Linked DNA regions of Sus scrofa: region 2 is linked to region 1. The links are chromatin contacts, called in public HiChIP or PLAC-seq maps. All regions are on one chromosome and are shown on one strand. Each heading gives the region's core, a stretch centred on a gene start, on an enhancer-like site or on the middle of the called end of the contact. The rest is flanking DNA. Distances are from core to core; before and after follow the strand shown.

Evidence for each region. HiChIP or PLAC-seq counts read pairs in DNA pulled down with a chosen protein or histone mark.
Region 2: a contact with region 1 is called in an H3K27ac HiChIP or PLAC-seq map of alveolar macrophages. The contact joins two enhancer-like sites. A contact is called at or near these places in 1 of 5 promoter capture datasets (liver), 2 of 47 Hi-C or Micro-C datasets (liver and skeletal muscle) and 1 of 2 datasets of contacts at active chromatin or transcription factors (alveolar macrophages).

What each region holds. Positions count from the first base shown.
Region 1 is chr3:55,789,454-55,796,684 of Sscrofa11.1, forward strand. No RefSeq gene overlaps it. Among named protein-coding and RNA genes, the nearest start is that of INPP4A, 33 kb to the left of the region's middle. Within about 2 kb of position 3,073, at least 7 of the 83 cell types and tissues checked have an H3K27ac peak or open chromatin away from gene starts, as enhancers often do. A contact at or near this core is called in alveolar macrophages, where this site is marked.
Region 2 is chr3:55,830,117-55,837,700 of Sscrofa11.1, forward strand. No RefSeq gene overlaps it. Among named protein-coding and RNA genes, the nearest start is that of INPP4A, 74 kb to the left of the region's middle. Within about 2 kb of position 4,270, at least 60 of the 83 cell types and tissues checked have an H3K27ac peak or open chromatin away from gene starts, as enhancers often do. A contact at or near this core is called in alveolar macrophages, where this site is marked.

The DNA of each region.
Region 1 (7,231 bases), core at 1,823-4,322:
GACTCACCAGACGCAAATACCTCCGGAAGACCTCACATGAAACCAGTGAGGCGAGGCATCCAACTCCCTCACCCGAAACCCACATTCTTCCTCCGTTTCACCATGACATCACAGACCAGCGACCTGGGGCACCTCAGTGAGGCCCCTCCCACGTGGGCCTCCTCACCTCACAGGGGCTCCATCTCCAAAGCCAGGTACCGTCTCTGACACCATCTTCACCTCTCCTTTTAGGGGTTCCCAGGTGAAAAGGAGCACAGTCAGGAAAAGAAAACCAGCAGAATAACCCGGCCTTCAAGGGACATCCTCACCCCCTGGGACCATCAGTGCCACCCTGCCCCATCCCAGCCAAGGGCATCACCATCCTGTGGGTAGTCCATGCCAGAAAGAGGGACTCGTCCTCACCTCCTCTCTCAGTCCCCACCCCCACAAGGCCAGCCCAGTGACAGGTCCTGTGACACACCCTGAATCGGAGCACTTCCCACCACCACCACAGTCCCCACCTGGGTCGCGGCCACCACCCCGTAAAGTCATAGAGTTCTGGGTAAGCCCTGGGACCCTAGCCCCTTCTGGACTGTCCACATGACTCCACAGGCACGTGGACCCCAGGAAGATGTTAATTCCATACAGAAGGAGCTGGAAAAGGCAGTCACTACTTCATGGCTGCACAGAAGGATGACAAGAGAACCCTACACAAAATATCATGTCACCCAAGGACCGACACTCAGACTAGAGAATTAAAGATGCCCCACACCGGTTACACTCATAGCTGGGGGGTATCCTCACGCCTCCTCTCAGGCTCAGGAAGGGGAGGAGCAGCTTAAAGATGCCTCACACCAGAAACCAGTTATACCCATAATGGAGTGCGGAGAGTAGCTTCATGAATCCTCTCAGGCTTGGGAAGGGGAGGAGCAGGTCGCTCTACCAAGAAAAAACATTAGGGTTAACTTTCCTTTGGAATGAGATTGTCAGAGGAGCTGGCACCTCAGAGTTCCAGCAGAGAGTCCCCAAAAGAGAGGACCTTAAACCACCAGGTATTATGGCATCAGTGAGTGATATGTAAGCGCAGACCCCCACCCCCATCCCTGCCGGGCTTCAGCATCCCTCAGTTCATCCTTCATTCAGCCACTCCCTCTGCCAACAGCCAGGACAACTGCCAGGACAGGCTGCAGGCCAGGCTCCTGCGCCGTGATGGGAGATAACACCCAAATCCCTCTCCCTCAGCCCTAAGGCCTCTCTTAAGGCTGGAGCCAGCTGTGCTACCTCAGCGAGTCACCAGCCCTGGACTCCTGGCACCTGCTGAAGCCTGAACCCTCGCCCCCTGCAGAAGTGGCTTCCCCTGGATCCTCTGCCCTGGGGCCCACCCTTCTCGGGAGCTCAGACGCGCCACCCCTTCCTAGCTACCAACCACACTGGGCAGTGGCTGGGTTCCTCTGAAAACTCTTGGCTTTCATCACCCTCTTCCCTCTCTTCCCACTGTCCCCCAACCCCCACCCCATGGGGCTAAGGCAACAAGTCCGACCTGGCCTCCAAGTAAGGCTCAGAGGCAAAGACATCACTTATACACACGCACACAAGCACATGAACACACGCATACAGGCACACGCACGCACTCAGCCTGGAGTGTGCAGGCTGGGGTACAAGACTTCCATTCAGCACCCCACACTTGCAGCTTCTATATTGTAATTGCCATGGTGCTCCCGACCCCACCCCTCCCAGCCTGCCTGCAGGTCCAGCTCCAAGCCAAGCTCTTAGTCCTCTCCCTGGACCCCAGTCTCAAGCAGCCCCCTTCAGGGGCCCTGGGGCACTCTCTGCCCACATAATTCATCGTGTGTCTAAAACTCTTCCATCAAGTTTCTTTCTCAGATGGAGACTTTACTGCTTTTGACTGAGAGCCACCACTGGACTCAGGGAGCAGGAATCATTCACTCCAGATCCACTGACTGCAGCTCCACCATGAACCACTAAGACTGTGTGGCTGCAGGGTCAGAGTGAGGGCCTGTGACACGGGCATCAGCACTACAGAGACAGTTCCAGAGTCAGAACTCAGAGGGAGGTGCACGGCAGGTGTATGACCACATCTGTGAGCAGCCGGAGAAGGGGCAGCAGTGCTGGTCATGGAGCCTCTATTTCTCACTAGTATTGCTACTTATGTGTTTTGCTTTTATTGCTCTGTTGAGTACATATGAACTGAAATTACAGTAACCATAACCATTCAGTGCTCAGGTCTTGGTTTCAAATGCAAAAAGGATGAGGGCTATTTGGAGAAATGGCCAATTCTAGGGCTGGGGCAGGAAATGTACAAGATGCAGCTGGGATGCTGGGCAGCGCGCCAAAGGAAAGGTGTGATCAAAAAAAAAAAAAAAAAAAAAGAGAGGGGGGAGTTCCCGTCATGGCTCAGTGGAAACGAATCTGACTAGCATCCATGAGGATGCAGTTCTATCCCTGGTCTCACTCAGTGGTTTAAGGATCCAGCACTGCCGTGATATAGGTCGCAGACACAGCTCGGGTCCTGTGTTGCTATAGCTGTGGTGTAGACTGGCAGCTACAGCTCTGATTCAACCCGGTAGCTGGGAACCTCCCTATGCCTCAGGTGCAGTCCCTAAAAAGACAACAGACAGGAAAACAAAACAAAACAATAAAAAACCCTAACAATAAGGGTATGTCAAAGGACTACAGGAGCCAACCGAGAGAGTCCCATAGCCAAAGCTGGAGTATCAGAATAAATAACCTAGTACTGATTATAACCCAAAGTAGAAAAAATCCAAGAGTCCACACGGATATAAATGACTGAATAAATAAACGAAGAGACAAATCTCCCACCAAGAATTCCAAGCCATTTATATAAGTAACTCTGTCCCCTCAAAGGGTTGGAGCCTAACTCCCACCCCTTACCTGTGGGCTGCACAGTGACTGCTTCCAAAGACAACAGAGGGGGAGTGTAACTTTACTGTGGGTGAACCTGATGAATGCCACCCCAGCCAGGGGATTGAGTCATGCTGACAGCATGGACCCTGCTGGGATGTGACCAGAAGGCACTCCTCTGAGGTCTTCCTCCTTAAAACTGATAACCCCAGTGTAATCACAAGAGAAACGTCAGACAAACCCACAATGAAGGGCATTCTACAAATATCACAACACTACTCTTTTAAAAGTGTCAAGGTCATCCAAAACAAGGCAAGTCTGCAGAAGTACCACAACCAAGAGAACTCCGAGGAAATAAGACAAGTGTAACATGGTGTCCTGGATAGGATTCTGGGACAGGGACAGAAAAAGGACATCTGGTAAAAAAAAAAAAAAAAAAACAAATTCTAGGGAAATCTAAGAAAGTATGGACTTCAGTTAAGAAAAATGTATCAGTACTGATTCAATACTGTGACTCATGTACCACAATGCACCATGACAACATAAGACGTCAACGCTATGGGGAACTGGGCAAGGTGGGGGTTGTAGAGGAACTTTCTATATTTGCAAATTTTCTGTAAATCTAAGACTAGTCCAAAATGTCAAAGCTCATTTAGGGAGTTCCCACTGTGGTGCAGTGGAAACAAACCCAAATAGGATCCATGAGGATGTGGGTTTAACCCCTGGCCTCACTCAGTGGGTTGGCGATCCAGCATTGCCATGGCCTGTGGTGTAGGTTGAAGATGCAGCTCAGATTCTGAGTTGCTGTGGCTGTGGTGTAGGTCAGCGGCTGCAGCTCCGAGTCAACCCCTAGCCTGGGAACTTCCATGTGCCGCAGATGCAGCTCCCCCGCCTCCCAAAAAAAAAGGAAAGGAAAAAAGTGAAAAAATAAACACATAAAGTGGATTTAAAAAAAAAACAAAACAAACCTCTGGATCAATTAGCCTTTTTTGTTTGTTTGTTTGTTTTTTAAGGGCAAAGAATGGAAAGTTATACTTTGTGTACTTTCCCAGATAGGAGCCTACCTCCTGCCATGGCCCGAGGTCATGGGTGAAGGCTCATCATAGTACAGAACCCTGTCCCCAGGTGAAAAGGGAAACCTCCTACACTGTTGGGGGGAACGTAAATTGGTGCAACCACTGTGGAAAACAGTATGGAGATTCCTCAAAAAACTAAAAATAGAATTACCATTTGATCCAGTGATTGCACTCCTGGACATCTATCCAGAGAAAACCAGGACTCAAAAAGATACATGTACCCCAATATACAATAGCCAAGACATGGAAACAACCTAAATGTCCATTGACAGAGAAGTGGATAAAGAAGATATGGTACATATACACAATGGAATATTGCCAGCCATGAAAAGGGATGAAATAATGGCATTTGCAGCAACATGCATGGACCTAGAGATTCTCACACTAAGTGAAGTTAGTGAGACACAAACATCATATGCTATCACTCATATGTAGAATCTAAAAAAAGGACACAATGACCATCTTTGCAGAACAGAAACTGACTCACAGACTTTCAAAAACTTATAGTTTACCAAAGGAGACAGGTTGGGGCAGGGGATGGGGGTTTGAGATGGAAATGTAAAATTGGGTTGTGATGATGGCTATACAACTAAATATAATAATAATAAAAAAAAGAAGTAGAGCAATCAGACATTGAGAAGCAGCTGCCCTGCCCTCCATGCAACCCCGCCTTCTAAGAATGGACTGCCATGCCTAGGCTCCTCTAAGGGACCTGCGGGAATCTAGGGATCTAAGAGCTCAGTGGCCTGGGCCTGCTTTGCCTGCCTGCGCTGCAGGCATCTGGGCAGTTCTGGGAGCCCTGCCTGCCTCATCTGGCCTCCCCTCTGCAGGCCCACTCGCGGCTCCGGAGGTCCACATTGCTGCAGGCCATGGAGGCACTCCTGCCAGGGCAATGGATGCAGGGGCTGATGAGAAAGGAGGGAAAGGAGGAGGGTCTCCTCTTCCAGAAGATGACCAAGGGCAAGGAAACGAGCAGGAGCAGGGGCCAGAGGAGAGAAGACACATTGGGAGAGGTGTCAGACCTCTAGACTTTCAGGAGCCTGGAGGGTTCACGGCACCTCCGCTGTTTCACAAACATCACAGGGTCTGATTCTTAGACGGTCTTGCCAGAGTGCCCTCCATGTCTGTGCATTTCTGTGCATTTCCATTTAACTCTACCTTATTAAACAGACTCCAGGAAACAATGTTAACCCATGAATGCAATTACAGCACCCCCACGAAGATACCCAGAGAAAAAGAGAGAAAGCTGGAAATTGAGCCGTCTGTAGAGGAAGGAGAGAGGGAATAGCAACCACCTGCCAGGAACCCTGGAGAGCTGTCCTGGTCCCCAGAGTGAGGCTGTGGCTAATCTCCCACTGAAGGCTGATTCAACACTGTTTTGTTTTGTTTTGGGTTTTTGTTTGTTTTTTTTTTTTTTTGTCTTTTTAGGGTCACACCCACAGCACATGGAAGTTCCCAGGCTAGGGGTCGAATCAGAGCTCTAACTGCCAGCCTACACCATAGCTCAAGGCAACTTCAGATCTTTAACCCACTGAGGAATGCCAGGGATCGAACCCGAGTCCTTATGGATACTTGGCAGGTTTGTTACTGTTAAGCCACAGCAGGAACTCCTGATTCAACACTTTTAAACAGTCCTGCTTCGAGTTTAACTTTTTCTTCAAGAGGCCTCCCTCCCCTCCTTGTTTTAGTAAGCAGTAATCCTATCAATAAAACTTAATTTTTTTAATGGCAGCACCCCCCCCCCCCCCACGTATGGAAGTTCCCCAGTCAGGGACTGAATGTGAACCACAGCTGTGGCAATGCTGGATGCTTTACCCCACTGCTCCGGGTCAGGGATCAAACCAGAGCCTTCACAGCAACTTGAGCCACTGCAGTGGGATTCTAAATCCACTGCAACCATAGCGCGAACTCTGATAAAACTTAAATTTTTGGAGTTGCCTTTGTGGCACAGTGGAAACAAATCCAACTAGGAACCATGAGGTTGCAGGTTCAATCCCTGGCCTCGCTCAGTGTTTTAAGGATCCAGCATTGCCGTGAGGTGTGGTGTAGGTCACAGACACAGCTCAGATCTGGTGTTGCTGTGGCTGTGGTGTAGGCCATCAGCTGTAGCTCCGATTGGACCCCTAGCCTGAGAACCTCCATATGCCATGGGTGCAGCCCTAAAAAGCCAAAAAAAAAAAAAAAAAAAAAAACAAAAAAAAAACCTAAATTTTTATGAAGATAAATATTTCATGCAGGTGGTTAGCAAACAGCATGTTAGAGTTACTTCAGACAGAGTGTTTCCAATAGATTTCCATTTTCGCTGTCACAGATTTAGCTCAGGAAAAGTGTATTCTACCACAACAAAACTCTGGACTAAACTATTCAGAGGATGATGAGCAAAAAAGTCCCCAAAGTCTCACTTGAAAAATCAAAATACTTTCAAATTAATAAGACACCAATACTCTAAAATCAACAGAATCAAGGAGCCCACAGTGGGTTCCCATGAGCACAAGAGCTGCAGCAGTGGCCCCCAGGGACGGCTGGCCTGAAGTGCAAGGGGACAACCAAACACATCTGCCTGCCTGGCAGCCAAGTCACCCCAAGACCTGCCCTGGGGGCTTTCAAGGAATCTGACCACGTCATCACAAGCCAAAAATAAGAGAGCACAGAAACTTGAAAAAGAAAAATTAGCATCATAGTTCCCGTGCTACAAGTTTGGAAAGTAAAGGGGAAACCCCACCCATAATCATGCTAACTAAAGTCAGGGCTTCTATTTGCCTAATTTGACACAGATGAGTTCAGTGCATGCAAAAGTGGAGTGTCGTGCTTTTTCACTTCAACGTTAAATTGTAAACATAGTTCCTCTGCGGCCACGCTGCATGACTGTCATATTGTCAACATCTTCACACACACTAAAAAAATTTAAACTAAAATATGTCTTACAAACAAGATAACATGTGGCTATTTTCTGCAGCTCCTTGGAGCTCACAGACCGACCTCTTAGTGGAATGAGGTCACGGCCGCTCAGGCCTGGTCGCCCACCCACAGGATAGATGTGCAGCAGCTGGAGTTTACTCAGTCACTGGGTGGGGGAAGAGGAGGTAGGGTGTTGGCTGAAATGTCAGATTTGAAGACTGGTCTTAGACAAGGATGCTCACTGCAGCTTTTTTTTTTTTTTTTTTTGGTCTTTTTTAGGGCTGCAGCCACAGCATATGGAGGTTCCCAGGCTAGGGGACCAATCGGAGCTATAGCTGACAGCCTATGCCACAGCCATAGCAACACCAGATCTGAGCCATGTGTGCGACCTGCAC
Region 2 (7,584 bases), core at 3,020-5,519, 42 kb after region 1:
TCATTCTCCACTGAAATGAACCTGGACTCTGGAGAAATGTCTGCAAGTACAAGCTGAGTCCTGAAGGTTTTGCCCCAGAAAGCAAAGAAGTTCATGGAGAATGATAAGGACATGTCAAAAGGACGTAAGAGCCAGCTGGAAGGGGATCCTGAAGGCCAAGTCTGGGACAACTGAAGCAACAAAATGAATAATGAGCATACCAAACCATAATCTATTGCATAAAGCAGGAATTCATGAGTACAGTGACATAAATCAAAGGGGAAATGAGGGAGAAAGTAAAGTTCTTCCTTTTAGTACAATTCCAACCACTAAGTGTAGACAGAAATGTGGAATTAGAAAATCACCATCTGTCACCTATCATAACTATCTGGGGAAGAATCATCAATGGATTCTGAAACTAGTCCGTGAAAAGTATGAGGAGGAGCAGTATAGTTACACAGTCTCAAGTGCTCTTACTATGAGATACATATTATTGACAAAGGGAAAAAAGGTAACTTTCCCTGAGGGAGCCTGGCAGACATCACCTTAATCATGTGATCAAAGTTAGGCCAGTGAATGGACTCATTGACAGTCTGTGCCCCACTGTGGGACAGCCTGGGACAGCTGCGGTATCATCCTGTGCTAGACCTGCCAAAAGTGCATAATGCGAAACTGAGCAGGAGGAAACCGCAGGCACACCCAAGGAGAGAGACATTATCCAAAACACAGGCAGCTGTCTTCAAAAATGTCAATGCCAAAGTCATGAGATACATAGGCTGACCCTCAAGAATTGTTCCAGAATAAAGGAGACTCAAGAGACAGTTTGATTCTAATGCAACACATAATCTTGGATTTCCTTTTGCTCTGAAGGGGCTACAGGTAAGATGTGAAAAAGACCTGCAGATTAGAGTGTTGTATCAACATTTCCTGTTCCTGATTTTTAATAATCATACTGCTGTTGTGTAAGAAAATGTCCTGGTTTTCATGAAATATACAACAAAGTATTTAGAGGTCAAAGTGTATCAAGTCTGCAACCTACCATTAACCTTTGCAGAGAAAAGTCATCACACACACAAATAGGAGCGAGGATAAAGCAAATGTCAACATGTGGGTAAAGACTATCTGGAAACTCTTTGGATTATTCTTGCAACTTTTCAATGAATCTGAAATAGTATCAAAAAATATTTTGAGAGCTAGGTATGCATATCCATAGAAATAGAGGTAAATTCCTATAGATTAAGTTCACAATGGCACTTTCCTTAAAAGCACAGAGACAAAATGAAGCAGGTCTGCCCTGCCTGGTATTAATACTGGTTTCCCCTGAATTTGCTCTCCTCACAGAGCTTCTGTTCCAGCACCCTGAAAAAGGCTGTTTTGCGGGATCTCTCAAGACTAGCTCATCAATCAAGCTTCACAGAAGAAGCAAAGACATAATCAAGCCTTCTTCACTGCAGATTTGTGCAGTTCTTCCCTTGGTGAAAGCCAAAGCATCCTGACACACTGAGTAGCTGATGATGGAATACATAATCCATACAGGAGTTTTTCACAAGAAACTAGGATAATATGGCCTTGGTCCAAAGTCTCCCCCCTAGTCTGTCTTACTATGGGTGGTGGGGGTCAGCTGGTCCCACACGTTTTCGTAACATTCCTCTGGTGCATTTGTAGATTTGCTTGGCTGAGGAGAATGCTCCCAGGTAGGTAGCTGGCTAAAGGGACTTGAAGGGTCAATAATTTCGTCATACACATCCTGTCTCTCTCTGGCTTTACAGCTTACAACTTCTCACGTATATTATTTTATTTCATCCTTTCCTTTAAAGTGATTTATAGAAAAAATATTAATGGCAGGGAGTTCCCATCATGGCTCAGTGGAAACGAATCAAACTAGCATTCATGAGGATGCAGGTTCGATCCCTGGCCTTGCTCAGTGCGTTAAATGATCCAGTGTTGCCCATGAGCTGTGGTGTAGGTCACAGATGAGGCTCAAGTTGCTGTGGCTGTGGTGTAGGCCGGCAGCTGTAGCTCTGATTCGACCCCCACCAGGGAACTTCCATATGTCTCAGGTGAGGCCTTAAAGCAAAACAAAACTAATGGCGGGAGTTCTCTGGTAGCCTAGCAGCCAAGGATCTGGTATGTCATTGCTGTGGCTCAGGTCACTGCTGTGGTGCAGGTTCAATCCCTGGCCAGGAACTCCTGTATCCCACAGGTGCAATAAAACAAAATATAAAACAAAAAATTAATGGCATTCAGTTTAACAGCAATACAAGAAAATATCCAGTTTCCAAAAGCAATGAGATATACTGTCTACTCCTGACTTTGAATCTAGCTGGGAGAAAGGACTTGTACCTGAGCAGATAAACACACTGAGATATCATAAGCCTTATGAAAAATAGGTAAGTAGCCTGTAGAATTAGCACAACTAATTCTACCACTGAACTCAATAGAAACAAAGGCTCTGCTTCCTCTTTGAATTTGTCCAGCATTCATTCCTTTAAGCCTTGTCCTCAGAGCAAACCCTCCCTGTAGCTGTAACTTTGGCTTATTACTTCAGAGGCTTGCTGACAAGACACCACAGAAACAAGGCCTTGTGGGCTCCATGGAAATGCCACATCACCCCTGGGACAGCTTCATGGTCTTCTGACACCAACCCTCCTACAGACCAATCACACTGATCTTCCCACGTGGGACCAACTTCCTTCAAAGAAACCAGTGAACTGAATCTTCCAGGAGTAAACATTTCAGCAAAGAACCCCCAAAACAAAGGCCCTAGCCTACATCCAAAGACAAAAAGTCCTGTTAGCCTGTTTTCCCAAAGACAAATTGGGTTTCATCCAAGGACAACCTATAGCTATTCTATGTTACCAACGCCAATCGCATCTAGATTCCAAAACAAACTCTGGAAAGCAAGTTCAGTTCTCACCTGCCAGAGATGAGAAAATAGAGAGCCAAAGTTAGCAACTGGCAGATGCAGAATTCACATCCTAGTCAGCCTGTTCAGTCTCCAACCCCACGGCCTGCCCTCAGTCCACACAATCTACTGAACAGAGATGAATCAGGCAGAATTTCACCGCAAAATTCAAACCACCTCCCCATCCCCTATTCCTTTGGTTTAGAGGCCCTAAGGGGCAGGTGGGAAATCAAATTCGCCTCTAATGCACTGCCCCAACCCAAAACACATTCAGTGGCAAAGCCAAAGACAAGAAGATGGGCTTTACAACTGCCCATACTTTTTTCTTACCCAGAGGACTATTTTCATGATCTGTCATTATGGATAAACTCGGAGCAGGAGGAACACATCATTATGTAATGTCAGAGGGCAGGCGACAAGGGGAGGGAGAGCAAAGCTCATCACCACTCCCTTCGCCCACAAAGACATAAATTAACCGTTGACGTTTTAAGTGTTTCAATCTTCTATGGCCTGCACATTCATGACTAGCTTTGCAAGAGAGGGTCTCAGATCCCTGAGGTTTCTCAGGCCTCAATTCCTTGACTAGCAAAGCCATAAAGAAACAAAATGTCAACAGCAAAGATGGCAGAAATGTTGTCAGGGGCTGTGGGCCGGCATTAAAGGGAAGAGTTTGAAGCATGGGGACCCAGGTGCATGTTTATTTTTACCCGGTTCTGTTTACACTCGAAACACCGCGAGGCCTTCAGCGTCTGGAGTCACTAGATCCAGCCCTGGAGACGCACCAAGACCAGCGCTGCGTCCCGCATCCCGGCTCCCCGCCGCCCGCGCCAGCACCGCACTCCCCTCAGCCCGAGGCGCCCGGGGCGTCATCCAGCTAGGGATCGCCAGGGTCGGGCTGTTCCCCGAGACGCCACCACCGGGGAACCGCTAGGCTGCACGATTTCCATGACAACCGCGGCGCCGTCCGCGTCCCGCGCGCCGGGTGTCTGGATGCGCGCCGCGCCCCGTTCCGCCCGAGAAGCATCCCGGTCCCCGGAGGCTCGTAGCCGCCGGTTCGGCCCCCCTCCCTCGCACCCGGCCCGGCCCGGTCCGGAGCACCTACCTGGCGCGTCCCGGCCCGCGGCGCCCACGCCCTGCCGCCCCGCCGTTCTCGGTCCCGCCGGGCCGCGCGCTCGAGTCCCGCAGCAGCAGCGCCGTCGCTCGGTCGCCACGTCGTGGACGGCGGCCTGGCTCCAAATACTGGTCCTCCTACCCCAGCCCGCGGCGCCCAGCCTAGCCGCGAACCCGTCGCCCGCGCTGCAGCCCCAGAGCCGCTGCTGCCGCCCCAGACCCGCTGCTGCCGCCGCCGCCACCGCCGCTGCTACCGCTCTGGAGGCCACGCCAGCCCCGCCCCGGCCCCGCCCCCTCACCGCGCATGCGCGTTCCTTGGGCCGCCCCCACGCCCGATCCCGGCCACCCCCACCCAGCTGGTCCTCCTCCGCGGCGGCTCACGCTGACTTCTCCCGCGTTCCTCTAACACCCACTTTCAGCTGTGACCGAATCGCCTGCAAAGAGTTCTTGAACTTCTGACTTAATAAGATCGTGGCATTTTCGCCATCACATATACTGAGGCTTCTAAGGCCCGGATGCATCCCCGAGGAAGAAGGCTGCTGGGAAAAGCGGCGAACAGGGAACTGCTCTGGCCATGTGTACCGGTGTCTGCGCGACTCCCTTGGGGCGGTCTTACACACTACCTTGGCAATGTTTAGGGGAACTAAACATTCAACCCAGAAACAAGCAAAAATTAAAATCGTACTTTAAAGATACAGATGAACAAAAAGAAGAGAGAAACCGCTACCCTCTCAGGCTGTCCTGGCATATTGTATAAAATCTACTTTGATAGACTCTCAAATATCAGCTCCTTAAACTTCCCTCCCAAAGTCCTATTTTTCCATAGAGGGGGAGAAACAGAATAGTCAGAAGTTTTGGAAGAAAAACTTCACTTTAATATGAAGGTTTAATAAACCTTAATATTTGTGCTTGAGCAAGGGTAAATACTGGGCTGAATATAACATTTACCTTCAGGTCTTTAAACTTTATCAGAAAAAAAAGTTCTCAAAATTTTTTAAATGTAAACGATTTTAATTGAGTAAACCAGAACATTTCTCAGTCGGACCTTACATCCTTCAGGTATAAAAACAGGCATTTATGATTTACTTTAAGAAGAAAAGACATTCACTAGTTAGAAATGAAACTTAAAAATTCTCTAATATCATAGAAATAAATTCGAGCTTCCCCACGTCATCAAAAACCAACAACGGTCTGCAATAAAAACAAGTAAATATAAAACTTTTTAAACTTTAATTTTTTTTTCTGACTTTTTATTTTATTCCTATGAGAAGTAATTTACTAACGGAACCATTTTTATTATTTCCTCAGATAAATGGAAAGAAATATTAACAGAAATAAGCCCAGTATAAAATTAAAGCCAAGAAAATCAAACTGGAAATGTGGAAATGTTTTTATAGTTTATTTTCTAAAATTAGAATGACCAACATACCTGGTTTAGCTGGGGCAAGCCCAGTTTACATCTTTTACTCAGCAAAATTATCAGTAGGGTCCCCTTCCAGTCTCAAAAGTGTTTTCAGAAATATTCAGACAATACATTTTATGGCCATGCTAACTTTAATCAAGCCATGAGAATTTTTAAATCATTAGTTTTAAATTTAAATTCACAAACATTTAAAAATAGGCAGTCTAAGTTCAACTGTTCATTTAGCATAGTAACAAACAGTGAATTAAGATCAGGCTTCCAATAACATTTGTACTTTACTGCTGTGTGATTCAGGATAATCTTACAAAGATTAATCATATTTTCAGTGTGACAAGGAACAAGCCCCAATTTCACCGCAGAGTGAACATTATCAAGAGAAAAAGGAGCAAATTTTGTTAGTAAATATGGTGCTATGCATTCCCCAGGCATCACAACATGAAAGAAGAAAGTATCCTAGAGGTGTGCCTGTGGGAAAATATATGCATCCTTTAGCTACTCTCAACATGTGGTACCCGAATAGCAGCACTAATGTCCTTTCAGAACTTGCTAGAAAAGCAAATTCCCCAAATGTTGACTTACTAGATGTGCTGAATCAGACACTCAAAGTGGGCCCAAGCAATTTGTATTTTAATAAGCCCTCCGGGGATTCTGATAAACCTGTGAAACTAGATAACCTATATACAATAAGTAAGCTGATTGAGATAAGCTATATTTTGATAATTAAGAGCTGAGTGCTATTTTGGGGACTAGAACCAACAAACATGAGAATTTCTTTTGGGGGCCATCAAATACGACATATTTATGTTTACATGTGTTTTCACTAGAGAATATATGGAGTCTTGAAAATCAACAGCCCTGCTGCCACAGCAGCTGTAAAAACCATAGCCTCACAGCCACTGCAAGGGCAAAAAAGGATTTGGAGTACTTCATAAAGCCCTATCCCCAGAGAATTGTCACTATTTGACTGGTCTGGCAGCTTGCTAGAAAAGCTCCATTCTCAGGGCTTGTCTTTAATTGACCTGACTCAGTGCTTATTTTGGTGCACATGGCCCTATCCACAGGGCATTTGCTGAAAGCAATCAGTAGTAATTATTAGTAGTGCAGGTGCCTAAGGTGGTAATATGAGGTGGAGCTAGAAAGAAGTGAGCCAATTAACCTGAAAGAATGAGGAAGATGTACATGGGGGAACTTTGGAAAGATTTGACACATTTCTGGGACTCTAAAGGGTTACACACATGTACAACTGCGCATATGTACAAGAAAGACTTAAGAAGGCCATACTCTCACTTCTGACTGACCTTGAGGCTTTGAGCAAACAAGAAATGAAGGCTAAGGCAGAGTTTTAAATTGCTTGCCTGAGTAATGCAGACATGCCTCAACACACATACAGAGACCCTCCATAAAGACATATTGGTCCCAGCATTTTGAGAATAATCTTTGTATAATAATTAGCAAATTTACACAAAGAATATCAATAAAAAGATAAGAATTAAGCTAACCAAGCAAGGACTTCAGTAGCTACAATGACAAAGAATACAGACTTTATAGAATTATCCCAAGGGAGTCACTAAACAAACAAAAAGCAACAACAAATCCTCGGGTAAAGGGAAATATGATTTCCAGAATTGTGACATTATATAATTTAAAATGTCCAGTTTTAAACAAAAAGTTATGAGACACGTAAAGAAAGAGGAAAGGACACAGGTTAAAAGGTAGTCAAGAGAACGTCCATGAGAAAACACAAATGTTGGACTTACTAGACAAAGACTTTAAACCAGTTATTATAAACATGTTCAAATAACTAAAGGAAACAATATCTCAAAAGTTAAAGGAAGGTATGAGAGTAACAAAAAGAGATTATTAGGAGTTCCCATTGTGGCTCAGCAGAAACAAATCTGATTAGTATTCTTGAAGATGCAGGTTCAATCTCTGGCCTCGCTCAGTGGGTTAAGGATCCAACGTTGCTGTGAGCTGCGGTGTAGGTCACAGACATGGCTCAGATCTGGCATTGTTGTGGCTGTGGCATAGGCCAGTGCCTACAGCTCAAATTTTACCCCTAGCCTGGGAACCTCCATATGCCACTGGTGCAGTCCTAAAAAGACACACACACACACACACACACACACCACACACGAAAGAGAGAGCGAGAGAGAATATCAAAAAGACA